Regions from separate parts of the Mus musculus genome. Here region 2 is linked to region 1. A link is a contact called in public HiChIP or PLAC-seq data. All regions are on one chromosome and are shown on one strand. Each heading gives the region's core, a stretch centred on a gene start, on an enhancer-like site or on the middle of the called end of the contact. The rest is flanking DNA. Distances are from core to core; before and after follow the strand shown. Region 1 overlaps Maml3 (mastermind like transcriptional coactivator 3). Region 2 overlaps Gm30074 (a long non-coding RNA gene).

The links. HiChIP or PLAC-seq counts read pairs in DNA pulled down with a chosen protein or histone mark.
Region 2: a contact with region 1 is called in an H3K27ac HiChIP or PLAC-seq map of regulatory T cells, with 2.8 times the contacts expected there. The contact joins two enhancer-like sites. A contact is called at or near these places in 3 of 484 Hi-C or Micro-C datasets (ECoMG-derived neutrophils, bone marrow-derived macrophages and conventional type 1 dendritic cells) and 6 of 115 datasets of contacts at active chromatin or transcription factors (bone marrow-derived dendritic cells, bone marrow-derived macrophages, embryonic basal ganglia and 3 more).

What each region holds. Positions count from the first base shown.
Region 1 is chr3:51,998,140-52,001,864 of GRCm38.p6, forward strand. The region is part of intron 1 of Maml3 (mastermind like transcriptional coactivator 3); the gene reads right to left. Among named protein-coding and RNA genes, the nearest start is that of Maml3, 110 kb to the right of the region's middle. Within about 2 kb of position 2,097, at least 81 of the 459 cell types and tissues checked have an H3K27ac peak or open chromatin away from gene starts, as enhancers often do. A contact at or near this core is called in regulatory T cells, where this site is marked.
Region 2 is chr3:52,168,450-52,172,420 of GRCm38.p6, forward strand. Gm30074 (a long non-coding RNA gene) reads right to left here. Exons shown (of 3, transcript XR_867257.3): 3 at 2,632-3,219. Among named protein-coding and RNA genes, the nearest start is that of Gm30074, 9.7 kb to the right of the region's middle. Within about 2 kb of position 2,327, at least 15 of the 459 cell types and tissues checked have an H3K27ac peak or open chromatin away from gene starts, as enhancers often do. A contact at or near this core is called in regulatory T cells, where this site is marked.

The DNA of each region.
Region 1 (3,725 bases), core at 847-3,346:
CTAGGAAGGGGGAGCAAAGGGAGAAGACACGGGACAGAGTTTTTCAAGGCTCCCGAGGCTACGACTGCATTCCCATGTCCACTGTGTCCCCTCATAGAACAGAAGGCGCTCTGTGTCTGTGATTGGCTACAGGGGAAGAAAGGAAAGAAATAGATCTCGGATGTGGGATGTACATCTCAAAACGTGCCTAGCCTCCCTAGAGAAAGGTTCTCAGTGTGGTTTTAAGCCACTCTGGCAGGCAGATCTCTGAATTTGAAGCCAGCCTGGTCTATAGAGTGAATCCAGGGCAGCCAGGGCTACACAGAGAAACCCTGTTCCCATCTTCAAGTGGAGGGGGAGGAATCCTCTCACCTGAGTGTACACAGCCCCTCTGCCTCTAATTCAAGGTCGGTGTGGTCCAGACCCTGACGCATAGGCTGTGCCGCAGCCCATCGAGCCCTGCGTTCAACAGAGACGAGCACTTTAAAGCCCCTCTAAAAGTCAGCAAGGCAGAGCTGAAAATGCCAGCCACGAGGATATCACCACTTTGTGAGAAATGAAAATGTGCTGAGAGTGATTGCCGTATTTACGCCTTTCGTACTGCCCTTATCTAACTAGAGCAGGGGAATCAGCCCAGGAGCCAACTCTTCCCTGTTTTAACTAGGATTCAAATATAAGCGTCATGTATAATAACAGTGTTCTTCCACTGTTACATAAACACAAGCGATGACACCCCCTTCCATTCCTTAGACATCTTGACAATCCGAGCTAATACAGCTAATTCGACTCAAGTCCCTGAAAACACGGAACTACAATTGCCACTTATCAAGTGGCTGAGCCATTAAACTCGCCCCTGACACTCAGTCTCTAGGGCTTCCACGGTGACAACATCCAATCGTTGGATTGTGGTGAGTCACAGTCGCTAGTTTTTAAACTTCTGTGTACTCAACATTCAACATAATACTTTACTTTGTCTTATAGTGACAGTTGCTTAGTTACCAATTCTTTATAAATGCAAACTGATTTATCAAGATTTTTCAAGAGGTGAGTTTTACCAGTGTGTGACTGGGTCTCAGAACAGCCATGAACAAGAACGGCTGCACACACAGAGCTATCTGCCTCCATGGGCAGTAGGCCAAAGGTCAGAAAATAAAGAGAGTCAGAAGTAAAGAAAGATCGAGGTAGAAGACAGAAGTATAGAGGGGAAGGCCAGATGATGAACTAACTACTCAATATCAAACAAGCAGAGTTGAATTCAGAGCTCCTCCCTCCAATGGACTAAAGGTCTCAGCCCTGGCATTGTTTTAAAAATATCTATTCTTTTTAAAATGTCTAGACAATGATAAATACCAAGAAAAACAATGCATCCAGGGACTTAAAGGAGAAGGCTGTAATTCTGTCATCCAGAAAGATGGACTTTCTGCAAAACTACATGTGTAGCGATCTCTTTTTCAAGAGATGGGTAAATAAAACAGCAACTCTTCAGTGCGGTCTAAAGGCCTTCTATAGAAACCCACTCACTCCCTGATTCCCTCCCGTCTCAAGACATACCGAGTTACTATTTGTGACTTACTAACAGCATGTAAGTGAAGTCCCTAACTTCTACCTTCATGGGGGAGCTGGGATTGAACCCAGCGGTCAGACTGCAGACCCCGCGCAACTGACCATTTTATTAGGGTGCACAGATGAATAGGTGGATAAATGGAACAGCTACAGTGGCTATGTCTAACTTGTGGCTTGAAGGGCTGCAGGCAATGCTATGTATACTTAAAAAAAAAGGGGGGGCTGGCGAGATGGCTCAGTGGGTAGGAGCGCCCGACTGCTCTTCCGAGGGTCCAGAGTTCAAGTCCCAGCAACCACATGGTGGCTCACAACCATCCCCAACGAGATCTGACTCCCTCTTCTGGAGTGTCTGAAGACAGCTACAGTGTACTTACATATAATCAATAAATAAATCTTTAAAAAAAAAAAAAAAAAAGGGCTGGGTAAATAATCACGTGGTGTATTCCTTCCCCCGTGGTCCCGCCTTTGTTTCCAGTCACACAGAGCCCACGTGACCACGCAGTGATGCAGAGATGCGAATACAGGATGACATGTGTGAGGGACTCTGGCGCTTCCTGTGGGCCACGGGTGCTTCCTGTTAGAGAAGAAACATCTGCCCTGCCACTCTGGCACGGACTTTACATACAGTCTCAAGTTTCAGTTAGCGGTCCTCTCCACTTCCTGTCCCAAGCTATTGGGCAAGACTTGGTTTTCACCTTCCTGAGACCTCAAGAGTAGGGTAGCAGAGCGCCCTGAATAGCTCAGCGATATCGGGCTGCATCGGGATAGGGGTCGGGGAGAAAGCAAGTCCACCTATAGGGACAAAGCAACAAGCTATTCAAAGTCAAGGCTGTTCTCAGAAGCCACGGCTCTATGGACATGCTATACACATTTTCAGGTTGTTCCTCTCTTCCCTTTACCTCCCAAGTTCCCACTGAGGTCCATCACATCCACATTCATTTACCTAAAGCTCTGCTCAATTCGTTCCCTCGCTCAGTGCGCGCAATTTGGCTCTCCTATATTTGAAACCTATTCAAAAGCACTGACTTGTTTTACCTTCTTCTTTTTTTTTTATCCTTTCTAAGGTCAAAGTATAAACCAGTCATCTGGGGCATTTGGGACCATATAAAATTTCCCATCGTTCCAACTTCCCTGGTGAGAAATTTTTAAATGAGTACAATGAAAACATCCCGAAGCCATCAGGATAACTGCATTTTAGATCTACAGTGTTGGTCCTGGCCCGGATTATACAAGTGTGCACGGTGGGTCTGAATCACTCCTGTGTCTACCCAGATCTAGCTCTTGAGAGGGTTCAGAAAAAGCTCAACACTCAACCAGCTTAAAACAGTGAATTGTGACAGTTAAGATACACGGGGAGCGCTCACACCCAGAACCAACTTTACCTCTAGGGCGACTCATCAAGTACTGATCCATTGGGGCAGTAATGCCAGGTCTAGGACTGCCATCACTCAGAACTGGGAAAACAGCCAAGCTCACGGATGGCTATCTTGAAAACACCAAAGCCAAAGGAGCTGATTTCTAATATGTTCCTCGTGAAAGGGAATAATAAGGCATATGCCATTTCTTTTTTATAGAAATGTTTTAAGAAGAAATAAGGAATGGTTAAAAATACTTTTAGTTCTGCTGGGCAAGTCACTACCCAATCCCCAGAGAGTTAGGTTTTTGTTGTTGATGTTGTTGGTTGGTTGGGTTTTTTTTTCTTCTCAAAAAAAAAAAAAAAAAAAAAAGGAAATAGATCGGTGTGCTTTCTGCAGTTTCAGCGAGGACTCTGGGCCCAAAATGTTTTAAAGCAGAAAATTGGTAACACTAGAGATATTGTCAAAATACGATTTCCTCTGGTTCAGAAATGGCGAGAGGGAGGGCTGGAAGGGTGGAGTGGGAAGGAATTGTCATCAAAGCATTGTTAATACGAACTGAATTGCACTACAAAGGCGATGCTTCAACATGGAGAATAGAAATTGTTCTGTATTATCGTGGATTGACAATATGACAATCGCTCATTGAAAACGGGTGACAGCTGTAGCATTACAGCTCCGTGCACAAGGCGAGATGAATGAGTGGTACAAGTTCTTCCAGAATGGGCCCCTATTTCACAAGAGTCTGTCTCTTCCCAAAATAAATACATGCCAGCTTTTCACTATCTCAGCAAATTTAGCATCTCTTTACAAACCAACCTGCTACGG
Region 2 (3,971 bases), core at 1,077-3,576, 170 kb after region 1:
AAACAGAATTCTTAAAGCACTACCCATGAGACAAGCCTTGCAGACTTACCACAGATGTCTTCAATAGACATTATTATTAAAAAAGAATATTACATAAAATAAATTTAGACTGTTAGTCTAGCATTACTACTGAAGGAATACGTTTGTGTGTTCAGATAACCACATCTCATAGTTGGGAGTTTTACCAGGAGATGCAAAGGCTGTTGACAATAGACTCTTCAGACAATAGAGTGGATGTTAACTCATTCACCCATCTACCTCGTTAGAGCTGATTTAGATTTTTTTAGCCCCTTCTCTGTACCGTAAGCCTCAACTTTCAGGAAATTAAAAGTTGGTCAGAAAAAAAAATCACTTCAGTTAACAAGCATCAACTCAAGACAAGAATTGTATAAAAATCCTGAGGGGGAGAAAAATCAGCTTACTTGGTGTAAGTGCCAAAATAAAGAAGCTTTTGTGGTTTGGGGCACTTTTAAGTTTTATAATTTGAAAACAAGTAAAACTTTAAACAGAATAAAGAAAGTTCCAGGTCTATAAAATAGATTAATGCCTTAGGTGTGTTTTGAAGATGACTCAAAGGTAGCAGGAATCCTGGAACTATTTGTTGGGGAAATATGCCCTATTGTGCATGAAGATTTTAAATAAAACTACCTATGCCAGCGCTGAATTTTACTTCCCATCTTCAGGCTTAGAATATGAAAATCATTATCCACTACAGCTAATTAGGTAATAACAGGACTTTATACAGCATCTTACACTTACGGATATTAACGTCAGAGGAAAGGGCGGCTTTTCTGGTCAATGGCTACCCTTCTGGTAACCTGCTCTAATGGAGGCAAACCAGAGGTCAATGCCGCGGAGGAGGCCGTGCCTGATGCAGTCAGGCTCTGTTAATCATGGGAAGAAAGGTTTACATCACAACTGCACAGCAAATGAAAGCTTCAGAGTGAGTCTCCCTTTCCTAGGTGTTAGGTCATAACCTCATGCTCTTTACGGGAGACTGTGTCCTCACACTCTTCTCAGATACTCTGAATTCAAGAAAGACAGGATGGATCCGCAGGTAGAGCAGGTTCTGAGCCTGCAGCTAAGAGCGGGGAGGAGAGTGGCGTTGGGATCAGACAACCCCTCACTGACCCTTATTCTGTAATTTACCAGACAAGTGGCTTGATTTCAATTAAAGTAATTTGATCTTTTTTTTGAGACAGAGTTTTACTATGTTTTCTAGGCTGGCTTCAGACTCTTTCTGTAGCCCCGGGCTTGTCTAGAATTCCTAGGGATTGTCCCCCTCCAAGCTGAGGTTATGGTGTGCACTGCCACATCAAGATAGGCCAAGTAGCTTTGGAACTCACCTGAAGCTCTCTTTATTCATTCCTAACAAGGAGTTATAAGAAATACACATTCCTATAGCTATTTCTAGGGGTTACATAAAGAAAGGTGTTTAGGACATAGAAGCAACAAATATTAGACATCGTTTTTATTACTGTGGCTTGTTTTCCAATAGTCTGTGTGGCACATTTCACATGTATTGCCTAGAAGGATAGCTTTCACCACTGCATGGAAGAAATAGGAGGCAATACTCCCTGCTTATATTTGCTGAAACATGACCAAGAAGTAGCACTGGGTGGCTGTGGTGCCTCAGTCCAAGAGGCAGGGTCCCAGAAACCGGACTTCAGGAAGGACAGATGCTTCTGGGACACACAACCTTACAGCAACCCCCTGTTCCTTTGGCTCTTACAGTGTACGCCCCTCTTCCACGGTGACTCCTGAGCCTTGGACGCAAGAGTTTGACTATAGATGTAGCCATTGGGACTGGGCTCCACAACTCTGCATTTTGATTGGTTGTGGTTTTCCATAATGGCCTCCATCTCTTGCAAAGGCAAGTTTTCTGGATGAGAAACATGGCTGCCTCAACTTGACCTGTACAAACACCAACAGGCATGCTAACATGGAAGGGGGAAAAGCCCAAGGAGACTCAAGCCTAGACAAAGACCTGTAGACACCTTAAGGAAGCTGAGAGCAGGCAAAAGTCTTCCCCAGGAAAGAGCACGTCAGCTGGTTGCCCAATACCAAATGGTCAGCCCGGAAAACATACATGCAAGTAACGTTGTAGACTGGGCAGGTTTCATATGAAAGGAAAAAACGATGAACGATAGTCAGACAATAATGTAAAGTCAAGATCAGGCGAGACAGGCCCTCAAATGGAGACACATCAGCATGCCCGACACTCAGCACATTTATCATGTATGACATGAAGGGGACCTGGGTTAGCTAAACCTAGTAGGGGGTCTCTGTAGGAGAACAGTCTCAAGGGGCATGATCATGAAGCCATCCAGGATGACTCTCTCCACTTCCTGTTTTTAGCTTAAGGTTAACATCCACACATAGCCCAGGGGAAGGCCCTAGGACTGGCCCGTGACATAGATTGGCCCTTGACCTGGCTGTGTTAAGGACATCACACAGGGATACACTTGGTCCCCACCCTATGGGATTCAGAAAGCTTGGACCCCTCACCCTGTTCTACCATCGAAAACTTGGCGAACCTACCAAACTCTTTGTGGCTCAAGGGTAACTGTCGCTGTGTGTTTTTCTCGGTCTCTGGCTTCCTGTCTCTCTGTTTCTGTCTGTCTGTCTCTCTCTTGTGTGTGTGGGGAGTGTGGGTATGCGTGCTGTGTGTGAGTTTGATATGCACATCTGAATGATTAGCCAAAACTCGCCACTCAATTTCTATGAGGATTAAATAACAAGATAGATGTGAGCAAATTTTAAAAAAACTGTAAAGCACTTAGTTTAAATTAGAGTGTATTCATAATTTCCAGCATGCCCCAAGTCAGTTGTGACTAATTTCTAGATCTCTATTTTCCCCTAGAAGTTTATTGTTATTTGGAACAATTGTTATTTATTACTGGTTTATTAATAGAAGACCTACCGCTAACAAGAAGCCCAAAATGAATTCATGGCTTAATAGCGTCATCGCTTTGCTTTTAATCTTGTTTGAAAAGTAGAGCCTTCTCAGGGTGTTGACACAAGGGGCTGTATTGCTTAATATTGGCCGTACCAAAGTTCATCAGAGCATACTTGACAGTTCTGACATTTATTGCTTACAGAATATACTCTTCCAGGACTGTAGTTGGCAGAGTGATGGATAAGCAGGTATGAGGCCCTGGGTTCAATCCCCAGCATCGCATTCTGTGGTGGTCTACCCTGTAGTTTCAGCACAGGGAGCTGGAAGCAGAACCAAAGAGTGAAGTCACCTTTAGTTGCATAGAAACGTAGACATCAACCTGAGCTTAAAAACACATCTACCAACCAAACACCCCACAAAGAAGACCAGGGAGAGGGTTCAACTGGTAAAGTGCTTGCTGCTTGATCCCTGACACCTTGTAAAAGCCAGCTGTGCTAGCATGGATCTGTAAATGCAGCTCCCGGGAGACGGATGCAGTGCTTGCCCGCAGTTGGAAGGGAATCCAGGACTTAGTTTGTCTCATGCTCACAGGGACCAGCCTGGTGCTATCTGCCTCTGTCACTGATGCCGGCTGGGCATGTGACTCCCAGAGGCCCATGCTCCTGCTGCAAGATGTCACCAAGCTTCTGGATTTTGACACCTCCACCTTCTTTCCTTCTTTCCCTAAGACAAGCACTGGCAGGTGCTTCTTTTAACAGTGAACCCCATGCTACCTGAATGGTAGTATTTTTGAATTACCAGGCCTTTTGGTTTGGGTTCACATTTATTTTATTTTGTGTGTGTATGTGATTTAACAAGCGCATGGCATGGTCAGAAGACACGTTGCAGAATCAGTTCTCTCTTTCTACAATATGGGTTCTGGGGGCTGGGCACATGGTTTCAAGCTCATATATGACCTGTATCACCCACATGTATAATCTGTATCTATAAATGATATCTGTATCATTTATACCTAGCTATATGTGTGTATAGGAGCACGGAGAGAGTTATTTCACATGAGGGATTTATTCCT